Regions from separate parts of the Mus musculus genome. Here regions 1 and 3 are each linked to region 2. Evidence: chromatin contacts called from public HiChIP or PLAC-seq data. All regions are on one chromosome and are shown on one strand. Each heading gives the region's core, a stretch centred on a gene start, on an enhancer-like site or on the middle of the called end of the contact. The rest is flanking DNA. Distances are from core to core; before and after follow the strand shown. Region 1 overlaps Anks6 (ankyrin repeat and sterile alpha motif domain containing 6). Region 2 holds the start of Nans (N-acetylneuraminic acid synthase (sialic acid synthase)). Region 3 has its middle 11 kb from the start of Galnt12.

Region 1 (3,270 bases), core at 352-2,851, 530 kb after region 2:
TTGAGGACACTGGCTTGAGACCTTCAGTATACTTAAGCCCATGTCTATGAGAGAAGGCATCCCAGAGCAGGTACAGATCTCTTCCAGAGGACAGAGTGGAGGCCAGCAAGCCTGGCTGGAGAAGGGTGGAAGGCCACTGGGCCATGACATAGGCCCATCACCTGTATCTGGTAACCGAACCCTAAAGCAAAACTTACCACTGTAACCATCGACCGGGGTTTAAAGAGTCTCATCATGCATGGCACTGTCACAGCCTCCAGGGAAACCCTTCCCAGCAGCCATCACACCCCCTCCCATTCCAGCCTCAGCACCACCAGAACGCTTTCTCCTCCATGGACCTGCCACTGTGAGGACACAGTGTGGTCTTCCCCTTAGTGAGGGTCTCAGGCTCATCATGGTCAGGGCTTCATTCCTTCCTGTAGCCCAGTAGCATCCTCTCTATAGACAGGCCACTTTCATACATGATGGAGCCCTGCGATGGTCACTGTCAACTCTGAGAGTCTACAATCGCCCTGGCACCGTCTCAGTGAGGGCTGCCCAGGTTGGGTTGGCCTGTGGATATGCTCGCAAGGCATTTTCTTAATCGGGACAACTGCTGTGGTAAGACCCACTCTAAGCATGAATGGCACCATTTCACAGGGTTTAGACAATGCAAAGGAGATCTGAGCACACATCCCCGGCTCTCTACCTGACTGTGGGTGTGGCCAAGTCCCTCAAGCTCCTGCCTCTGCTGCCCTGATGGACTGTAATGTGGAACTGAGCGCCAAGTGAACCATTTCTTCCTCGATATGCTTTTGTTAACAGCAACAGAAGAAACCGCGACACCTGGGCACCTCCACCTCCCAGCAAGTTCTGGGTGGAACAGAGCTTCCAATCCTTTTAGAAGGACGCTGAGGAATGGAACTGCTGAGATAGACATACATTGTGTTTACACTGCTGGATCTGGGCTCCATACCAGGTCCTTGCAAACCTGGAGGCAAGTGCTCTGCCTACTGTTGAGCTTCACCCTAACCAGCCTGGCTGGACATTCTATGCTTTATTTATCGAAGACTCTCTTCTGCTTGCTTCTTTTTCATGATTATGGAGCGAATGAGACCCCGAAGGAGCCCTAGGGCAGTGATTTCTTTCTCTCTCTCTCTCTCTTTTTTAAGACTTGGATTTCAGAAGATACTGAAGCTATCACCACATCCTCTTCCCAAAACAGAAAGACTTGTCGGGTCAAGGCCAATGGGTCAACTGTAGACATTGTGCCAGGGTCACCTCTACTTGCTACCGAGGCTGGGAATTGCCTGGCAATCCATCCCCTGCTAATCTGGATTCCTCTCCAGCACCCCCCCCTTCCCCGCACACAGACTTGTATGGCCTCCTTGTCTATGTGGGAGATGCTTCCTGCCTGGCAGCTCTGATCCCCGGGTGTTCTTCCTTATGGGCAGTCATTCTGTCCACAGGCTCCCAGTTTCCCGCCCCCACACCTAGACACCATGACTTCTGCTTGCTTGAGCTCCAGGTGGCTGAGGCACCAGGACCAGGGCTGAGGTAGCATTCTCTGCAGAGACAAGAACCTCCAAGCTATTTATAGCACTCTGCAGCCCCTCCCCACTATAAACAAACTCCAAAGAGGAAATGACAAAGTGTCACTTGTTTGTGTTCGGTTACTGGCTGGGTTACTCATTGCTGACAGGCAGCCAGACATCAGGAAGACGACTTTGAGGTGAGACCTGCATTCAAACCAGTGTCCCTCCTTAGCTGGGTCTGACCTTCATGAAGCTGGTTACTAGCCTGTGTCACAGTCACCAAACTGACTGGAATCAAAGGTTCCAGCTGCCTCAAAGGCTTACTGTGTAGATGGATGAGGGGGTACACAGAAGCACCCCGCAGCATGTCAGCTATACAAGAGGAACCCTGGGCCACATGCTATGCCCTAAAGAGCACAAACTCAGGGGACACAGTCCCCATTTTTAATAGATATAGTCTGGCAAGGAAAAATCTTTCCAAGAATCACGCCCTCGTGTAGAAATAACGCTGCGACTGATGTGAGAAAAATGAAAACCAACTGCAGGGCTGAAGCAAGATGGCGCCGTGGTCTCTGACCATGGGGGGAGCCACCCCAGTGTGAGCTGGGACAAGGTCACATTCTAGTCCTGCCACTGGGTATCCTGATGGACATGACTGGGGCCGTGTCTGCCGGACTTAGAGGGAAGGTTCACACAGGAAACAGGACCCTGCCCTGAGGTGAGTCGGCTCTACTCAGCGGCAGGGCTCTGGCCAGCAGCTAGTATGGTTTTGGCCTTAAGAAGGAAGCCTATGGGCCTGGAAGAGCTGAAGACGAGGGAAGCGGGTGGGCTTGGAGCTCTCTTCCCGTGTGGCTCTTCCTCAGACCTCCCTCCTGCACCCTCATGTCACTGTCGGTTATGTGCAGCTAGACTACAAGCATGGCTGTGTCCAGGTCTGTAGCACCCCAGGAGCAGTGGGGAGCCTGGCTGTTTCTCTGGAGGCCACATGTGAGTGAGCGGGAAACTCCCGAGGGTCTCGGCACCCTCTCCTCGGCAGTCTGCAGAACCGGGCACCAACTTCATTAGGGAGAACATCGAGCTTCCTCACTTGTTGAACAGGGTCTATTGGTGATTGCTTAAAATGAACCACGGCAGCCACAGTGGGGTGCTTCACCACACCTTCTGCAGGGGTTCATCTCTGTGTAGCATCTTCTCTGGAAGAGTCTCACGCCTCGAGGGCAGCACGTACTTGCACAAACTGGTTAGGGTTTACATCTGCAGCCATGCGGCCTCCAGCATGCCTTGCATGTTCTCAGGCCTCCGCAAGGCAGAGACAGAGAGGAGAACTTCCCAGGCCCTGCCCACTGCATCAGCTCTGATGATGCGTCGCCCGGCCTCCTTTCTGTCCACCTGCTGTGAGTCCCAGGGAAGAAACAACCCAGGAGCAGAAATGATGGAAGGGCAGGGAAGCACTGCTCAACCCTCAATGCCTCAGGGCTCCGAGGCCAGCGGAACCACCAAAGCTGTGGCTACCTCCTGCTAGACACGGTTTCTTCCGGCCTTGTCCATCCGGCCATGGCTGTGTCGTTGTTGATGGACAGAAGCAAGAGAAAGGGAGACGGGGAAGAGACAGAATTTAAAAGATGCAACCACCTCTGAGATCCTGACATAGCACCAGGGCACAAGTAGCTTTCTGGCCTCCCACTGACTCTGGCACCTTGGGAGAGCTGTTGCTGGGAAACTCCGAGAGGAAAACCAAGGCTCAGGAGATGAAGCA
Region 2 (3,284 bases), core at 200-2,699:
CACAAAAACAAAACAAAACAAAACAAAACAAAACAAAACAACCTCTGTCCTGGCTGTCTTCCGTTCTTCAGTTCTGTGTAGTCAAACAGGAAATCGATCTAACTCTGAAATCCAAGGAGTGTGCTGTAGGAGACCCGGGCTGGGAGACACTCCAGGGCCGCAGTCTGAGCCCCGCTCTAGAGTTCAGGATGACTTTGGCCAAATTAGTGAAACTCCCTGAGGCTAATGCCTCTCATATAGTAGAAACAGCTATGGCTGTCTAAAATGTACTGCACTGTGGACTGGAGGCATGCATGGTTCAGCGATAAGGCTCATTGGCTGCTCTTCCAGAGGACCTGGGCTCAGTTCTCAGCATCCACTTGGTGGCTCACAATCGTCTGTACTCCAATTCCAGGGACTATGATTCCCTCTTCTCAGTTCTTCAGGTACCAGGCACACATGTGGTGCACAAAACAAACCATATACATAAAAACAAATTAAACAAATTAAATACCATACCAATTTTTGCAATCAAAGATTTCTTTTTTTGTTGTTTTTGCTTTTGTTTTTTTCGAGACAGGGTTTCTCTGTATAGCCCTGGCTGTCCTGGAACTCACTTTGTAGACCAGGCTGGCCTCGAACTCAGAAATCTGCCTGCCTCTGCCTCTCGAGTGCTGGGATTAAAGGCGTGTGCCACTATGCCCGGCTTCAAAGATTTCTATATACTGTCTTACAATTCTATATGATACTTCTGTTTCAGGGAAGAATGTAAACAATGCTTGAGAAGACCAGAGAGTCATAACTGTCTTAATGTTAGCCACAAATACCATTTTAGTGCTTCTCAAGTTGCATCTCACAAGGTTACTAAGATTCCCCACCACCACCCATTTCCTTCACTCTCTTGGAAAGTGAGGTGGCTCCAGAGATGCCTTGGATGGGGTATAACCTGATATGGCAAAACCAGGAGCCACTAGGGTTTCCTGAGGCATTTGGTGTCTGCCCTTTCCCTCTAACGTGATTTTTCATGAGATTTCTAGAAAACTGCAGACTACAGTTAGTTGTTAGCGGCTGCGTGGAAATTCCTGTTAGTCTGTTGACAAAAGACATCACGCAGATTCTTGGGTGAGCGCTCCTCTCTGTCTTATGCTCGCAAGATTTCCTCGTCTTTCTGTTCTGTCTCAGAATCCGCAACCATGGGATTCGAACTCTAGAACACCTACTTTCCTGACTGCTTCATGGGCTGCACTCTCTCCTTGTTCTTCTATCTAGCCATAAAGTAGACCAAATTGTGTCTAGAGGCGTAGGCAGCGCTGGAGGGGCGGGGCTTGCTTTTCTCCCCGCTCTCTGCAGAGGTAAGGCTCCGATTGGCTGTCGAGCGAGACGGGGCCCGCGGATTGGCTGCGCGACAGCCGCCGGCTGACGTGGCGGGGCTGAGACCTGCGGGCCTGCGCGGCGGGTGCGGAAACGCCCGGGGCAGCAAGCAGGCGCGGGTAATGCACCATGCCGCTGGAACTGGAGCTGTGTCCCGGGCGCTGGGTGGGTGGAAAGCACCCGTGCTTCATCATCGCGGAGATCGGCCAGAACCACCAAGGAGACATAGATGTGGCCAAGCGCATGATCCGCACTGCCAAGGTGAGGGGCGGGGCCCGTGGAGGAGTAAGTAGCGGAGGAGCCCAGGAAGGTTGACGGAGGAGTTTGCAGGGAACCCGGGCGGGGGGCAGGCTAACGGAGGGGCCCGGGAGAATTCACGGAGGGGCTTGGGAGAGCGCGGCCGCGATTGCCTTCTGGTCCTGTGCTCCGCGTCTCTCTTGCCTCGGCTCCCCAACTCCGTCTAACAGCTGCTCTTGCTCGCCCTCCCAACCGATCTTCTTTCTGTTTAGATCAGCTCCTACCCTTGCCTGGCCTGCTCCGTGGCTTCCTACCTAACCAGAATCTTAGGGACCCAGCCCCTTCCTGCTTGTCATATGCCACCCCAGAGATCCTCCCGTGTGATATTTGTCTACAGTCCTTGGAAGTTGGTGTGGTTTTTCTCAGTCCCAGTGTTTGGATTACTAACCGGTAAAAAGTGCAGATCGGGTTAGGGACTAAGCTGCCTGATTTGAAAACCCGGCTTCATGGAGCTGGGATGAGCATCCGTGAAGGGAAGGAGTGAAAAGCACAATAATTAGTCCAGGGCTCCTTGGGTGACCACTAACTACAGCTGCTGAGATGCTTGTGACTACACGCCCACCCACTTCTCTTAGTAAGTTTCCACACGTTCAGTCCGAACGACAGGGATGGCTTCTCCAGCTACAGCCCGCAGCCCTAGGTCTCACGGTGTTTTGCTTCTAGTCCTTTTAAAACAGGGACTTACTCTAACCTGGGCTAGACTGGGAGTCATCATGTATCCCAGGCTATCCCTCAGATATTTTGCTTCAGGCTTCCAAGTACTGGGATTACAGGTGCTAGCCTTCACTCAGGACTTGTCATACTTTCTTTTAATCCTTTCTTTGTTTTGAATGAATCTTTGAAGAGAAACCGTCCTGTTCGTCATTGTGACCCTAACCCTCAGCTTTCATAAAGTCTACCCTGTGATTTCTTTTTTCTTTTTTCTTTTTTTGGTTTGTTATCTTTTTAATTGATTGTTATTATTGTTTTTGGAGACAAGAGTCTCACTCTGTAATGTAGATTGGCTTGGAATTTACTCTGTAGACTAGGCTAGGCTCTCAAGCTTGGACCCGTTTTCCTGTCATAGTCTCCCAAGTGTCGAGAGTGTAGGCATGGGTCATTACATTCAGCAGTTCCTGGGGCTGGAAAGATGGCTCAGTGGTTAAGAGCATTGGCTTCTTTTCCAAAGGACCTGAGTTCAGTTCCCAGCACCCACATGGCTGCTCACAGCTATTTCTAACCCCATCGAGTGTCAAGATAGCACTCCACTCTCTACATGGACTCTCTCAAATTCAGTTTTATCTTACCTTTCCTTAGAACTAATTAATTGGTCTTGTGATCACAGTACTGTTGAAGCACAAAAGGACTTTAAAGTAATAACTGCTAACACAGTTTTAGATTGTCACTCTTGAGATGCGGAACTAAGTGCTTTTGTGTACTCTCTCTTTTAATTCCTATGATGCTTGTTGTCAACTTCATTGATATCTTTGATCCTAGCACTTGGAAGTAGAGGCAGTCAGATCTCTCTGAGTTCGAGGCCAGCTTGGACTACTTAGCAAGTTCCAGGCTCATCAGGGGCTACCTAATGAGACCTCGTTTCAAAAATGTATAATTTTTAATCTTCCCTTTAAACACAGGTTTCCTGCCTTTGGACTATA
Region 3 (3,416 bases), core at 799-3,298, 590 kb after region 2:
CAGAGTTTATTAACCTGAGATACATGATCCTCATCAGCCCAAACCTGGTCATGGGAATTTAGTAAAACCAGGGATTGAGAAACTATCTTTTGATAGACCCCTGCTCTCTGCTCTGTGTCCCTTCCAAGGATAGGACAATGTGGGTCTAGGGGAGAGATGAGGATCAGTAAATCGGGTTGTGGAGAAGACTGGCTGGAAAAAGGCCTATAGGGATCACAATTTTATGCACTCCCTGCCAGTGGTGGGTTATCCTGTCCTCGTATCTTCAAATTACTTGCTTGCTTGAATTAATATGTACCCTCCAACTCACTGGAAGCTCATACCCCCACTCTATGTGTACTGATATATATTATCTCCCAGGTATATGCCTATAATGGAGAAGAGAGTTGACCTTGACTCAGTGAAGGTCAAACAGGGCCCTATTCTGGTCCCAATCCTAGTAGCTGGTACAACTGTCATTGCACCTCAGCCTTGATCACTGGGAACCGAAACTTTGAAGAACTCAGCTCTCAGATAGACATAGGCCTAGGCCATATGGAAAATTCCATTTCCAGGCTAGAGATCCAAGTTGACTCCCTTGCAGAGGTAGTCCTACAGAACTGAAGGACGCTGGACCCCCTCTTTGAGAAACTTTGCGTGGCCTTCAGGGAAACTTGCTGTTTCTATGCCAACCAATCAGTGCTAATTAGGGAAAACATTGCCATGGTCATAGAAAAACTAAAAGAAAGGGAAGAAAGGAGACTGCTCAGGTGACTGGTATCAATCTCTGTATCAGTCTCAGTTTACCTGGTCTCCATGGCTGATCACCAGTGGTTCTTAATCTGATTGGCTCACAGTGAGAATCTGTATCCTCAACTACATAGCCAACTAAAGAACTTGTCCTTAGGACCAGTTATGCACGAGAATAGGACGAGCCAATGTTTTGATTCATGCCCATAAACCAGTGGGGAATATGTCTGGGTGGCTATCCCTGGTGGGGTCTCTATAACAAAAGTAATTTAAAAATAGTAGAGCAAGTCTATAACCCCAGCCCTGGGGTTGTGGGGCTTATGGGCCTACATAATCAATCAACCTAGCTAATTGGTAATCTTCAGATTCACTGAGAGATCCTGTCTCAAAAACTAAGGTGGAGAGCAACTGAGAATGAAAAACAATGTTTTACACACACACACACACACACACACAGAGAGAGAGAGAGAGAGAGAGAGAGAGAGAGAGAGAGAGAGAGAGAGAGCACTTTGGCATTGGCTTCACTGAAATTGGTTCCTTTCTTGTTTCTCTGCCACTCCTCCCTTACGTGGGACCTGCGAGTCAGGACCTGGTTGGTTGGGACTCCTTGAGATGGACCTCTGGCCCAGGACTCTGGTGACTCCTGGCTAAGATGACTTAGCTGGCGCTGAGACGACTTGGGAGCTGAAGCGACTTCTGAGCTAAGAGATGGGAGGAACCATGTCTACCACAGCTGCTTCACACACTTGCCTGGTGTCTGAATGCCTGGGGTCTCCTTCGGGGGCACGGAGGCCTGGCTCAGCCTCCCCAGCGTGGCAGTAGCTGTGCAGTTGGATGGCTTGCCTGGTGTCCTTTCCTTTTATGATCAGATTTGGAACACGCAGAGCGTAGCGTCCACCCGGTTCTATTGACTGGAGCAGTGAGGAGCCTGCTGGCTCAAAGGAGGAAGTGGTCAAGAATCCGAAGCTTGCTTTCTAAGCCACCGCACTGTCAGAGCCAGATTTGGGGGAAGAGTGAGGGCTCCGTTACAGCTGTTTCAGCAACAACCTGATGTATGTGCACGGGCAGACAACAGAGATTCACAGAGACCCAAAGGAACTGGGTGCTCACTTCTCCACCACTTACCGGAGGCCTGGAGCAGGCAGTGGGAACGGGTTCACCGTTCTCATGGATGGCTTACCCATGATCCACTGCAGTTGCTTGAGCTCCAGTTCTTCAGCCTTTTCCAGCAGGAAGAAAGAAGCCGAAGGCTTTCTTTAAGAACTTTGCGGGCTATCTCTATTAACAGTCTTGGGGAAGTGTAAGTATGACTTGCCTGTCTCACCAAGAAGTTCCTCAAAGTGTGTGGGGTTGTGTTTGACACTTAATATAGAATCAGCACTGACTAAACCTTGCCTGTAAACAATGATATTTATTTCATTATTTGTAATCATATGCTATATAAATATATTAGTCAGGATGGTATGGGTTGCCTGGCTTCCCATTTGTTAAAGACGATAGGTGCCCTGTACAGGGGTCACAGGTCACAAGAACTGTAGGTAGGATTGTGAGAGATGAGAAGACAGAAACACGCTTGTCACCCTCAGCAGCCGGAAGGTCCCTTAATCTCTTAGGGACCTGGGTTTGTGTCAAACCCAAATCCTGTCTTCAATGCTGGAAACGTTTCAGGATGATAAATCCAAACGAAGCAGAGTTTTTCATTTTCTTTTATTGAGACAGGGTCTCACTATGTAGCCTTAGCTAGCCTGGAATCTGCTGTGTAGACCAGGCTGTCCTGAAACTCACAGAAATCCACCTGCCTCTGTCTCCCAAATTCTGGGAACTGAAGGCATGTCCCACTATGCAGGCCAAAGCTAGGATTTTATTGAAAATGGAAAGAAAGACATTCAAAGAAGTAAAAGTATTCTTGGCAGCACGAGTATGGGTTTATAATTTATCAAAGGGTATTTTTGGTACATATCTGAAGCAGGAGACTTATGAGCAAGATAGCTTCCAGGGTAAGAATCAGACGTATTTTCAATAGTGGGTGTGGGCTGACCAAAGGAGAGGCACAATTAAATGTCTTAGCATTAGCCATACATGCCATTTTGATGTGCCTCCCCCACTCTCCTTCTTTTTTCTATTGGTGAGACAAGAGGATGGCTCCAGAGTCACTTGAGCAGAATCAAAATCTGTTGGAGGACACAGACAAGGTTGGCTCCTCCCCACCCCTCCTCCAGGTTAGTTTTAGTAACAGAACATGACAGGGTATGAACAGAGAGGGAACTTTCTGATTGGAAAACATACTTTTAGAGGTTAGGAGAGGGTTGGGGAGTGGGGAAGAGAGGAAGGAGTCTAGAGAAAGTGAGGGAGAAGTGGAAGAATGACATTCTAGGTGCCTTCATGGGGTGGGTGAAACTGGTGGGTGAGATGTGTCTCTGCCCTTTGACATGTGATGTTTATGATTCCTAAATGTGCCTGCCTTCTCCTCCAGTCCTGGTACCTTGTTGGGAGTTTGCCCTACACATTCAGACAGGCTGTCTCCTTTTCCATGCAGCATCAGGGAGCCCAGAGGGAACTGTGTGGACTGCCTGACAGATGCTTCACCTCTGTATTTTAGCATTTTTTCCATAAGTGGTGTGGTGGCTGGGAGCCTGTCACAGACTTCCTCCACTGGCAGCCTGCTAGTGTCTATAAGATTGCAGGCA

What was found. HiChIP or PLAC-seq counts read pairs in DNA pulled down with a chosen protein or histone mark.
Region 1: a contact with region 2 is called in an HNF4G HiChIP or PLAC-seq map of pancreatic cancer cells. The contact joins the enhancer-like site here to the promoter of Nans in region 2. A contact is called at or near these places in 4 of 39 promoter capture datasets (the 3T3-L1 cell line, liver and pre-B cells), 1 of 484 Hi-C or Micro-C datasets (B cells) and 3 of 115 datasets of contacts at active chromatin or transcription factors (bone marrow-derived macrophages, large pre-B cells and pancreatic cancer cells).
Region 3: an H3K4me3 HiChIP or PLAC-seq map of bone marrow-derived macrophages shows a contact between it and region 2, with 5 times the contacts expected there. The contact joins the enhancer-like site here to the promoter of Nans in region 2. A contact is called at or near these places in 1 of 39 promoter capture datasets (pre-B cells) and 1 of 115 datasets of contacts at active chromatin or transcription factors (bone marrow-derived macrophages).

Annotation. Positions count from the first base shown.
Region 1 is chr4:47,013,745-47,017,014 of GRCm38.p6, forward strand. Anks6 (ankyrin repeat and sterile alpha motif domain containing 6) reads right to left here. Exons shown (of 16, transcript NM_001356426.1): 16 at 1,925-3,072. The coding sequence ends at 3,023. Among named protein-coding and RNA genes, the nearest start is that of Gabbr2, 24 kb to the left of the region's middle. Within about 2 kb of position 1,602, at least 25 of the 459 cell types and tissues checked have an H3K27ac peak or open chromatin away from gene starts, as enhancers often do. A contact at or near this core is called in B cells, bone marrow-derived macrophages and pancreatic cancer cells, where this site is marked.
Region 2 is chr4:46,487,880-46,491,163 of GRCm38.p6, forward strand. Nans (N-acetylneuraminic acid synthase (sialic acid synthase)) reads left to right here and starts at 1,450. Exons shown (of 6, transcript NM_053179.3): 1 at 1,450-1,611. The coding sequence starts at 1,480.
Region 3 is chr4:47,078,788-47,082,203 of GRCm38.p6, forward strand. No RefSeq gene overlaps it. Among named protein-coding and RNA genes, the nearest start is that of Galnt12, 11 kb to the right of the region's middle. Within about 2 kb of position 2,049, at least 39 of the 459 cell types and tissues checked have an H3K27ac peak or open chromatin away from gene starts, as enhancers often do. A contact at or near this core is called in bone marrow-derived macrophages, where this site is marked.